Linked DNA regions of Drosophila melanogaster: region 1 is linked to region 2. A link is a contact called in public Hi-C data. All regions are on one chromosome and are shown on one strand. The core of a region is the stretch at or near the end of the contact, and the rest is flanking DNA. Distances in the headings are between cores, read along the strand shown.

Region 1 (4,804 bases), core at 1,840-4,339, 510 kb after region 2:
CTAATGATACTACAATTGCATTCAACTAGTTATATCTGAGTTAATACTCACCCGATTTTGAAACTTCCATCAGGTTTTTAAAAGAGTTTTCTAGAAAGAAAAATAAAAATACGAATTTATTGCACTTACCCTATTAAAAGTAAGAATTTTTTCACTTCGCCCACCGTTTTCCGAATGTAATGATGGTAAAAAGATTGAAGTATTTTTGAACGGACGTAAAAATGTTTATTGGTATTCTCTCGCAAAACGATACATACATAACACTGAGTACATACATAACTAGTTACTTCAACAATGCAACGTTATCAACCATCCATGGATAAACGAGGTGAACTGAGGCAGGGCGGGGCGGGGCGGTATGATCAGGAACTGGGAAGTTGATGGTGAGCGTCCTTCGAGGGGCGGGAATGTGAGCGCAAGGAGGGGAGTCCATGAACGACTTAACAAATAACAGCATTAATAACGACGACAGGAACAGATGCACATGGCGTACATGGCGTGCACGGGACGAGGGTTGATCGCAGCGCATTTCCAGGTTGTACGGGACACACGTGCCTTTCATAGTCGCTTCGTATCCTTGCGTTTGTGTATCTGTGTAGAATAAGTTAGTGGGGATCCGTGTCTGCTTTGGTGGCTTACGAGTTAGGTTTATTTAATGCTGGCATCTCTTAAGACTAACGTACATATTAAAACATGAATCGTTTTGGGATTTTTTGGGTGGGGGTGCTAAAGATAATGTCGCCTTTCGAGTTTAGATTGATTGTGTTCGGCTACGTATGCGGTATGTGGGAAAATTAAACAATAATACATGGCAAAAAGAAACAAAAGCACTCTTAACATAATATTTATGCAAAAAACATGTCAATAATGCGAAGGTCACAATAATAATTAAAATATAATAAATTGCGAGGACTTGACGGGAACACTAGGTAAGGGGTAAAATCAGGGGTTTTTAGATTAAGGCGGGGATCCGCTGTTTCGTCGGGATGGGGCTAATATTGGGAATAGAAGCGTCTTAGAGCCTAAGTGAAGCGTATCGTATCATGTTGAATTTGGCTAAACTTTGAGGCTGTCCTACGACAGATTGCTTTCGTTCAGGTCAAGGTTGCCCTGGAAGAGCTCCTGGTTCGTCAGCAGCGGCACCTTGGCCACCTCGTGGAATATTTTGTGCGAGTACTTGTTCCGTATCGTCTTGATGGTGGCCCGTGGCTTGCGATGCAGTCCTGCATTGAGCGCGGTCACAATTTCAGCAAAGTCCGCCAATTGATAGCCGGTGTAGTAGATAAGCGTCGATGTCCACGTCTGCTTGTCCAGCTGCCCCGGACCGCCGTGCATACGCAGTGCCATGAACAGTGCGGCCGAAGCCATCTGCGAGTCACTGAACGAAATATTGGCGTAATCCATGAGCGACAATTCCAGGATGTATCGAGCCAGGGTCAGCGTGGGCATAGGCACCTTGGCGCATCGGGCATAGCGGCGCAGGAAACGGTACGAGAGCGGGATGCCCAGATCGTACTTGATAACGCGCAGCGTCTCCCGCTCCATTCGCACCAGCTCGTCGTGATTATAAGCACCATCGCAGATATACAAAAAATCCTCTATAAGCGGCGGCTGTCGCTCATCGTACTTGCAGGCAATAAAGAAGGCAGCGGCGCCCAGAAGTTGCAGCTTCTCTTTGTTGATCACCTCGCGGCAGAGATACAGATCGACGATCTTAACCGCTAGGTACAGAGTCTCGTGGTTCAGCTCGAACGTTTCCTGCACCTCCACCATCCAGTCGACCAACAGGGTGCGCATCCAGGTGGTCAGATGGATCTGCCTGGGCATATAGTCGGCAATGGGGAATTCCGCTTCGCGCACTTTGAGGTAGTTGAATATATCCATGGCGTAGTGGGACACCTGGAAGGGATCGTCCCAGTTCTTGCGGTCGAAGTCCTCTACTTCCTCGGGCACTGGCGGAATGGGCACCACCTGGCTTGGAGCAGTCTCTGGGAGTGTCAGCAACAGCGGCTGTGGCTGCTGCTCAGTCTTTTGCTGCAACTTGGCGGAGCGACGTCGCGCCGCCTCAAAGTTTCCAGACAGCCGCATGGAGTCGCAACTGGAGACATCCTCCAGCGCGGACATGTACAGGCTGTCCTCAGTCTTGTTGAAGTCATTGGAGATCCGACGAACTGGCTTGACGGCGGCAACCTGGGGAGCAGCCAGATTGTGCGTGGGCGGCAGTAAAACGGGAATCTGCATAGGATTTGGCATGGCCGGTAGCTGAACCTCCCCCAAAACGGTCTTTTTTGCGGCAGGCACTGCCTTGGGGCGCGGTTTGGGCCTGGCCAACGCCTCTTCCAGCTTATCGAGCACTTTGTGGCAGTTCTCCACCGAATCCTCCACTTTACTGGAGGCGCGCGTAGTCATCTTACTGGCGCCAAAGACATTTACGCTGAGATTCTCCTGTTTCTTAGCATCCATCAGGGCCTGCAGCTGCTGGGCCGTTGGCTTTTTGCCCACGCCCGACTGCTCCTCATCCTGTGCCGGATGCAGTGTCATGATCTTAACATTGTTGGTCAGGTTACCCAGCGCCGAGCGCTTGATTTTGTCATTTTTAATTGGACTGTGGTCGGCCTTGCGTTTGGCGCGCGTCTGCATATTCTCCACATTCGGATCGATGTTTCCCGTGGCAGCCGCCCTCCGAGTCAGTCCCTTCCTAGTGGCAGCTCCCAGGGCTCCCAGGATGGGATTCACTGCCTGCTGCAGCTGATGATGCCCGCTTGTGATGGCCGCGCGCGTTGTTGCTTTTGTGGGCGCCATTTTGAATGCGTGTTTGCGTGTGAGCGCACTCGTCGTTTGTTGTTTGTGTTCTTGTGCGCGGCGCCTGGAGTCCTCGTCTCCTCCACTTCCACTTGGTTTCAGCAAGATCCTCGCTAGCGGATTCCTTGCAGAATGTGGTCTTTGTGTTGGCTAGAACTTGAGTCGTTCGCTACTGCCGATATTGTCGACTCGATCAAGCCTAGACATTCACACAAACTCACAATATAATTCCGGATCGAGTTTTGTGGAGTTATGGCGCTTGGCCGGAGGGATAGAGAGCACTGAGTAAAAAATCAAAAAAACACCGCCAGATGCCAGATGCAGATGCGGCCTGCAGTGTGACCGTACCGCGGCGTTCGGTCGCCTAACGGAAATCGACTGGAATACACCTCTGTGGTGAAGGTAGGCATTGGGGGTAGTCTTCCAGAGCGCGGCTAATTTAAATGTCTGAAGTTCAAAACATGTGAATTGAACTATTTGGGCAGTTTGCTTAAATATGCAATTGCAAATTTATGGAACTAAGAAACTCATCAAAGTAGCCTCGAGCAGCTGACAGAAAGGAATTTGTTTAAATATATTTATTTAATTAATTGAACAGTGCCCAAAAATCCCCATCAATCCAAACAAGAGAGAAAAGTAAAACACCTGCTTTTACACACAACTGTTTATTTAAATGTTAAACAAAATATATGTATATATACGTTTGCTTGTATCAGTTGTAAAACTAATGATTATATATAGGCATAATTAATATTAAATTTAATTCAGTTTTTGTTGCTTCAGCCAAACGCGGGTTTCTAAGAACTCAATCAAGTATGCATACGACTTGCGTCAGGTTTATCGAAGAGATATATAATATATATATATATATATATATATATGCATGCGTAGAACTAACATTAATTGATGGCCTGCCCCAAAGGCATGACAAGTTTAAGGTTTTTTTTTTCCGTTTCTGTGGAAAACACGCATACAGTCACTCATACTCGTACATACGCACTAAAACACAACTTATAATTACTGATAGGAAAAATGTACATTTGCGGATATCAAACACAATTAAAACATAGTTAAGAGTATATGACGTGTGTTGTAGAACATTAAGTATAAATTAATTACAATAAGCTGCTTGGTCTTGATCTGAAGTCTAATATTGGGTGGCAGGTAAACTTTCATTCATTCAACTTTCCATTATACTTACAACTGCGTACGTTTATAAATTAAGTATGCTAAAAATATGATACAAATTTCGTTTTCTCTCATTTTCTTTATCGAATAAAAACAATAGTTCGAACAACAAAAATTCAAATAAAAACAAAGACAATGATGTAAAAAACTATTGCAAAGGGACGAGGGCGTGGGGCGGGTCTAGTTTTACTGCCTAAGCAGGCGATCTTGTTTCGGCTGTTGACATTTACGAATCTCATAAGTTTTGCAAGAATGACAGTAATTTAGTTTCGTAGTTTTTATTCGATTCCAGATTACGCAACGAATGCCGCTCCTCGGGGAACAGATGCACCTCGTACGGCTTGTTTGCCTTGTTCAAAGCACTGATCAGACGCGAGGTGTGGCAGAAGTGCACGTTCTCGTCGATCAGGCCGTGTATGAGCAGCAGGCGTTTGTCCCTGAACAAAAGAAAACATGAATGTTTCGAAAATTTGACAATTTAAGAACCAGCTTAAGAACTCACTCTTCGGGAAAAGAGTTTACGTATTCGAGCACCGAACCGGCTGAGTAACCGGCCTCGTTATTTTGCGGCATATCCATGTATCGTTCCGTGTAGCCCGTATCGTAATACTCCCAGTTGGTGACCGGCGCTCCGGCAATGGCCACTTTAAAGATTTTCGGATACTGAACCAGGCCCATCAGGCTAAGATAGCCCCCTGTTGAAATGACAACCATATGGAAATTATTGCAATGCCTTTACCTTTACCCAGTTCCCTCAATTGAAAGTAACCATTATAGTGCATTAATTTAACGTTCATAAACCGATAAGGCATCT
Region 2 (4,668 bases), core at 1,637-4,136:
AACGGATATCATGATGGCACGGTGCACGCCACTCAATCTCAGCCAGAGTTAAACGGAAAACGAATGCTGCAAGAGGAGGATTACATATTTCCGCTGGACGAGGATCAGATGGTGGACACACCCACGCCAACCAGCACCGCTATTCCGCCATTCGGAATGAGCTCATTCAAAATGCGAAAAACTTCACCATCACGTCTTAACAATCTCGTTTCGGGATTGCCTTCAACCGGAGTTAAGCCATTGAACGTTGGATCTGTTCAACGTAGCCGTTATGTAAGAACATTAAATATTAATGATGTCTTTATATTAATATTATATTTCCTTGACAGTTTCCGCTGCGAGATCGTTATGGAGTGGATGTGACGCCACTAAGTTTCATACCTGGTGGTCGTATAGATAAATATTTGGGCAACCTAAACTTTTTCTTTATTCGGGAGAGCACGTCGATCCGGGAAAATGGTGGCATCAGCGGATTTGTCCATGGCTTCATTACCGAACTGTTGGCTGTGGTGAGAGCACACATCGCTTCGCTGGGCGGAAATGCCATGGTCTCTTTTTACATCACCGAACTTATGTTGTTCGATAATCAGCACAAGAATCAGGTAAGGCAAACACAATGATCTACTTACCTTAAAGTTTTTATACTGAAATCTTGTATTCTTAGGGCCAGTGCCTGATTAGCATCGGAGGCGATGCTGTCTATGTGAGCTACCATGCCGATGACTGATATAAAAACTTGCGGGGCATATAGCGCATGTTTTACGCGAATCGTCCCAAAAGCGTATACTCTCTATTTTCTTCCGCTTAGCTAGAACTATCAGCTCTGCCCAGCAACTGGAGTTAAACTGAAGTTAAACTAATTCACGTTTACTTAACAATTTTACAGCATCTGTAGATGGATTCTTTATGCAATATTTGAACTGTGAGGAATCGTTCTAATCCTAACTTAGTAGTGCTAATTTTTTCGGTCTTGTTACTTGTTTGCTGGATGTTTTTAGCGTTAAATCAATTGCAATTTCTGTACATAGTTGATGTTTATTGAATATTGAATTTAGAACGAGTGCGAGACACAAGTATAATATCGATATATACAATTGTTGCAACCACAAACATGACACATATACTCGTACCACTAGATATCCAATTTTGGCGCGTAAAATACAATACATACAATATTATGGAAATACAACAATTGCTCAACTAAATGTATTTGATTCGATTAGTTTGGTGTAGTGGAGAGCAGCACAAACATGACCCACAGATGTAGTAGGGCCACGTAGACGATCACAGAGACCCGCATCATGGGATAGCGACGCAGAAACGTTCCCACCCGAATACCCATGGAGTCCGCCTGGCGAAGGGCTCGCTTGAAGCGTCGTGCCACACGATTATCGAATGGACTTGGATGCATGAGAAGCGGGAATTGTGCTTTGACTAGGTAGAACTCATATTTATGTAATTTCTGGTACTCGCAGAATGTTAGACTTACCATCATCTGTGCTGTTGAGCATAGTATGGCGGGAGCTGCCCCTTTGGCTCTCCATTTCCACCAAGTGCATGTTTTGCTGTAGCTGCGTCTGTGCCTTTTCGTGCTGTAGTCGCAGGGCATTTCTCTCACTCGTAACTCTTTCCAGAAGACTTTGACGTTCGACCAGTGATTGGGTTAAAGCCTTTAGCCGAGTCTCGTAATCGCTCTTGGCTCCCGTGTTGGCTTCCTCGCTCAATCGCTGACGCATCTGCTGAAGCTGCTGCTCCCGCTCCTGGAGTCGAGTGGCGGCAGCAGCCATTTGGTTACTAAGTTGCTGCCGCAGTGAGGCCAGTTCCTGCGTGAGCACTCGCTGATCGGATTCGGAGGTCACACTGTGTTCCCTTGCCTGTCGCAACTCCTTTGCTAGTGTTTCCTCGCGTTGGCGGGCAGAGCTTAGTTCCACCTGTCGTTGTCTTTCCTGGGAAACGTAATCGTCCAGCTGCAAGCGCGCCTTTTGCAGTTCCTCGTTGGCATGCTCTAGTTCTTGCTTAAGTGACTCGTGTTCAATTTGCAGAAAACGCGTTTCACTGTCCTTGGACACCAGGTTTGGATCTGCGCCCTCCTCCGTGGGCTTCGCCTTCAACTCTGCGATGAGGGAATCCTTTGCTTGCAGAGCTCGCTGAGCCTTGATACGGTATTCCTGAAGCTCCTGGCGCTGCTGCTCCGTTTCCTTTGTTTGCATTTGCAATTTGTGAGCGGCGCTTATGTATTCCTGCTGCAACTTGGCCAGATTGGTTTCCAGTTCGGAGATGGAGTGCACATACGCCATGTTAGCTGCCTGGGCCTCATTGTAGTCATGAACCGCCTTGTCCCGCTCTTCGGACAGACTTTTAACCAGAGCTTCCAGCACCTGGGTGTGTTGATGCAGATCAAACTTTTCGGTTTCGTTATTAAGATCTTCCAAGCGCAGACGCAGTTCATCTCTTTCGGCCGTGATTTCATTCAGGGCGATCTTGAAGGCAGCCAATTCATTTGTGTCCATTGAGTTGGCGGATATGTCGGGACTGTTGGAGAAACTGGCCGACGTGGTCATCTTTTGGCGCATGTCCTTAGTGACCACGGAGACCCCGCCATCGCTTTTTACACTTGATGAGCTATTGGCCCCCGAGCGCCGCACTGGCGACAGAGTGGACTTCAGGGATGTGGACAGTGATTGGGTGCTGCTCGTCATGCTCCTACGCATGGGATCCGCTGAACCTGTGGCGTTCTCTGTCTGCAGGGCCGTTGCCGCATTTTGGTCCAGCTTGTTCAAAATGTTTTCGGCCTTGTCCGCCAGTCCTGTGATCCAGGATGACATATTTTTCTAAGAAAAACAAATCTCTTCGAGTAAAACACGTAAACAATATCACACTGTGTGCCCATATCGCTATCGACTGCGGAATGGTCAACTCCAAAGTTAAGGTCACTCTAAAAGTAACGTAATTTTGAAAAACCTTTTTTCTGATCAAAAAAATATTTATATGAAAATGTAAGGATTGGTTTTAGAAATAAATGTAATTCCAATCTTTCTTATCCGTGCAGAAATGTTAATTTATTATGCTTATCAAAACTCTAGGGTACAAATGAATATTTTATTCAATACTCAACATGGGCAGTGTAATCTTCGCAACTCACAACTATAAACTATCTCTTCACTTTCCAATGCAAAAGTCCTTGAAGACCACGTCGAGTATATCTTCGCAGCTGATGTGTCCGGTGATGCGTTCGATGCAGCGCACGGAGTTGCGCAGCTTGGAGGCGGCTATGGCCATGTCCGGGTAAACGTCGGGTCTGTAATCTCGTAGAAAAATATCAATGTTCTCAATGCAGCGCTCCAGTTGCTGACGGTAGCGTGTGTTTGTGATGCGTGGATTCTCCGCCCGCGGTTCTCCGCACAGTTCTTGCAGCTGCTTCTCCAGTGATCCCAGAAACACGGGCATCTTATCGGGCTTATGGCATGATATGGCTAACACGTTGGACAGCTTGTCCAGCTGCTGATGCTCCTCATCCGTCAAAGTGTCGGTTTTATTGGCCACCAATTGCAGACGTTTCCCTGAGCACATGTCCAGAGGTATATCCAACTCGCCCAGATAGCTATCTACAAACGGAGCAACTGCGTCGTCGTGCGTCAGCTGTGCAATGTTCTTGGCTTCTGCTAGGAGCAATATCAAATCAGATTGGACTAGACAATTCTTGGCTCTCTGCATTCCCTCCTGCTCTATACTATCCGTAGTATATCGGCGTAATCCGGCTGTGTCGGAAAATACCACCGGGTATCCTCCGAAATTGTGCATTGTTTCTATAATATCCCTTGTGGTGCCCGCCTGATCCGTCACTATGGACACGGATCGCTGGCAGAGGAGATTGAGCAGACTACTCTTGCCAACATTGGGTGCTCCAATGATCACAGTGCGGACTCCGTCGCGGAGGAGCTCTCCCTGCCGCTGGTCACTCAAATGCTCGCGAATCTCACGCTTTACCGCCTTTAGTTCTTTGCCGAGTTGCAGGATGATGCCGCCTTCGATTTGCTCCTCTTCGGCGAAGTCTATGTAGGCCTCCAAATGGGCAGCACAGCGAATAAGTCGACGGCGCCAGTTGTCGTAGAGTCGAGCCAGTGCTCCAGTGCTTTGTAGCAGTGCCTGGAGAAAGAAGAGACTTGAAACAAAATTTATGAGACCCTAAGTCCACTGTCTACCTGCTTTCTTTGCGCCTCCGTTTCAGCATGGATAAGATCGGCCAATCCCTCCACCTCTGTCAAATCCAGTTTGCCACCAAAGAACGCTCTCTTTGTGAACTCTCCCGGCTCCGCCGGCCGCAATCCATCCACTTTTCCCAGAGCATCCAACATGGCCGCAATGACTGCCAGGGACCCGTGTACCTGAAACTCGCAGGAATCCTCGCCAGTGAAAGAAGCCGGTCCCGGAAACCAAAGTAAGAGCCCACGGTCAATCATCTCTTTGCTGGCGGGATGGTAGAAGGATTTCAGATACGCCTGACGAGCCTATATGGAAAAGTATTTATAAAGGGAACTATAAGTTTCACTATCATAGAGGTCTCTCGTCTTAAAACCTGGCAGCTTGCCAATTATAACAAATTAAGCAGTTCACGAAATTATTCAATTTATTTAGTCAATTATATGTAAGTTAGGAGAAATTTGTTTA

Evidence for each region. A called contact is a pair of places that touch in the nucleus more often than the background predicts.
Region 1: a contact with region 2 is called in a Hi-C map of the Kc167 cell line, with 2.4 times the contacts expected there. The contact joins the promoter of CycB3 here to the promoter of Golgin84 in region 2. A contact is called at or near these places in 7 of 107 Hi-C or Micro-C datasets (the D17-c3 cell line, the Kc167 cell line, the ML-DmBG3-c2 cell line and 3 more).

Annotation. Positions count from the first base shown.
Region 1 is chr3R:24,867,727-24,872,530 of dm6, forward strand. It overlaps CycB3 (Cyclin B3), which reads right to left and starts at 3,090. Exons shown (of 1, transcript NM_001276005.1): 1 at 208-3,090. The coding sequence starts at 2,802. The coding sequence ends at 1,075. It overlaps CG3744, which reads right to left. Exons shown (of 9, transcript NM_170177.3): 8 at 4,493-4,685; 9 at 3,476-4,427. The coding sequence ends at 4,226.
Region 2 is chr3R:24,355,052-24,359,719 of dm6, forward strand. It overlaps Golgin84 (Golgin-84), which reads right to left and starts at 2,887. Exons shown (of 2, transcript NM_142993.3): 1 at 1,490-2,887; 2 at 1,019-1,434. The coding sequence starts at 2,825. The coding sequence ends at 1,220. CG18528 reads right to left here. Exons shown (of 3, transcript NM_142994.4): 2 at 4,203-4,508; 3 at 3,044-4,146. The coding sequence ends at 3,160. It overlaps CG6454, which reads left to right. Exons shown (of 10, transcript NM_170141.3): 8 at 1-273; 9 at 330-602; 10 at 665-1,190. The coding sequence ends at 727.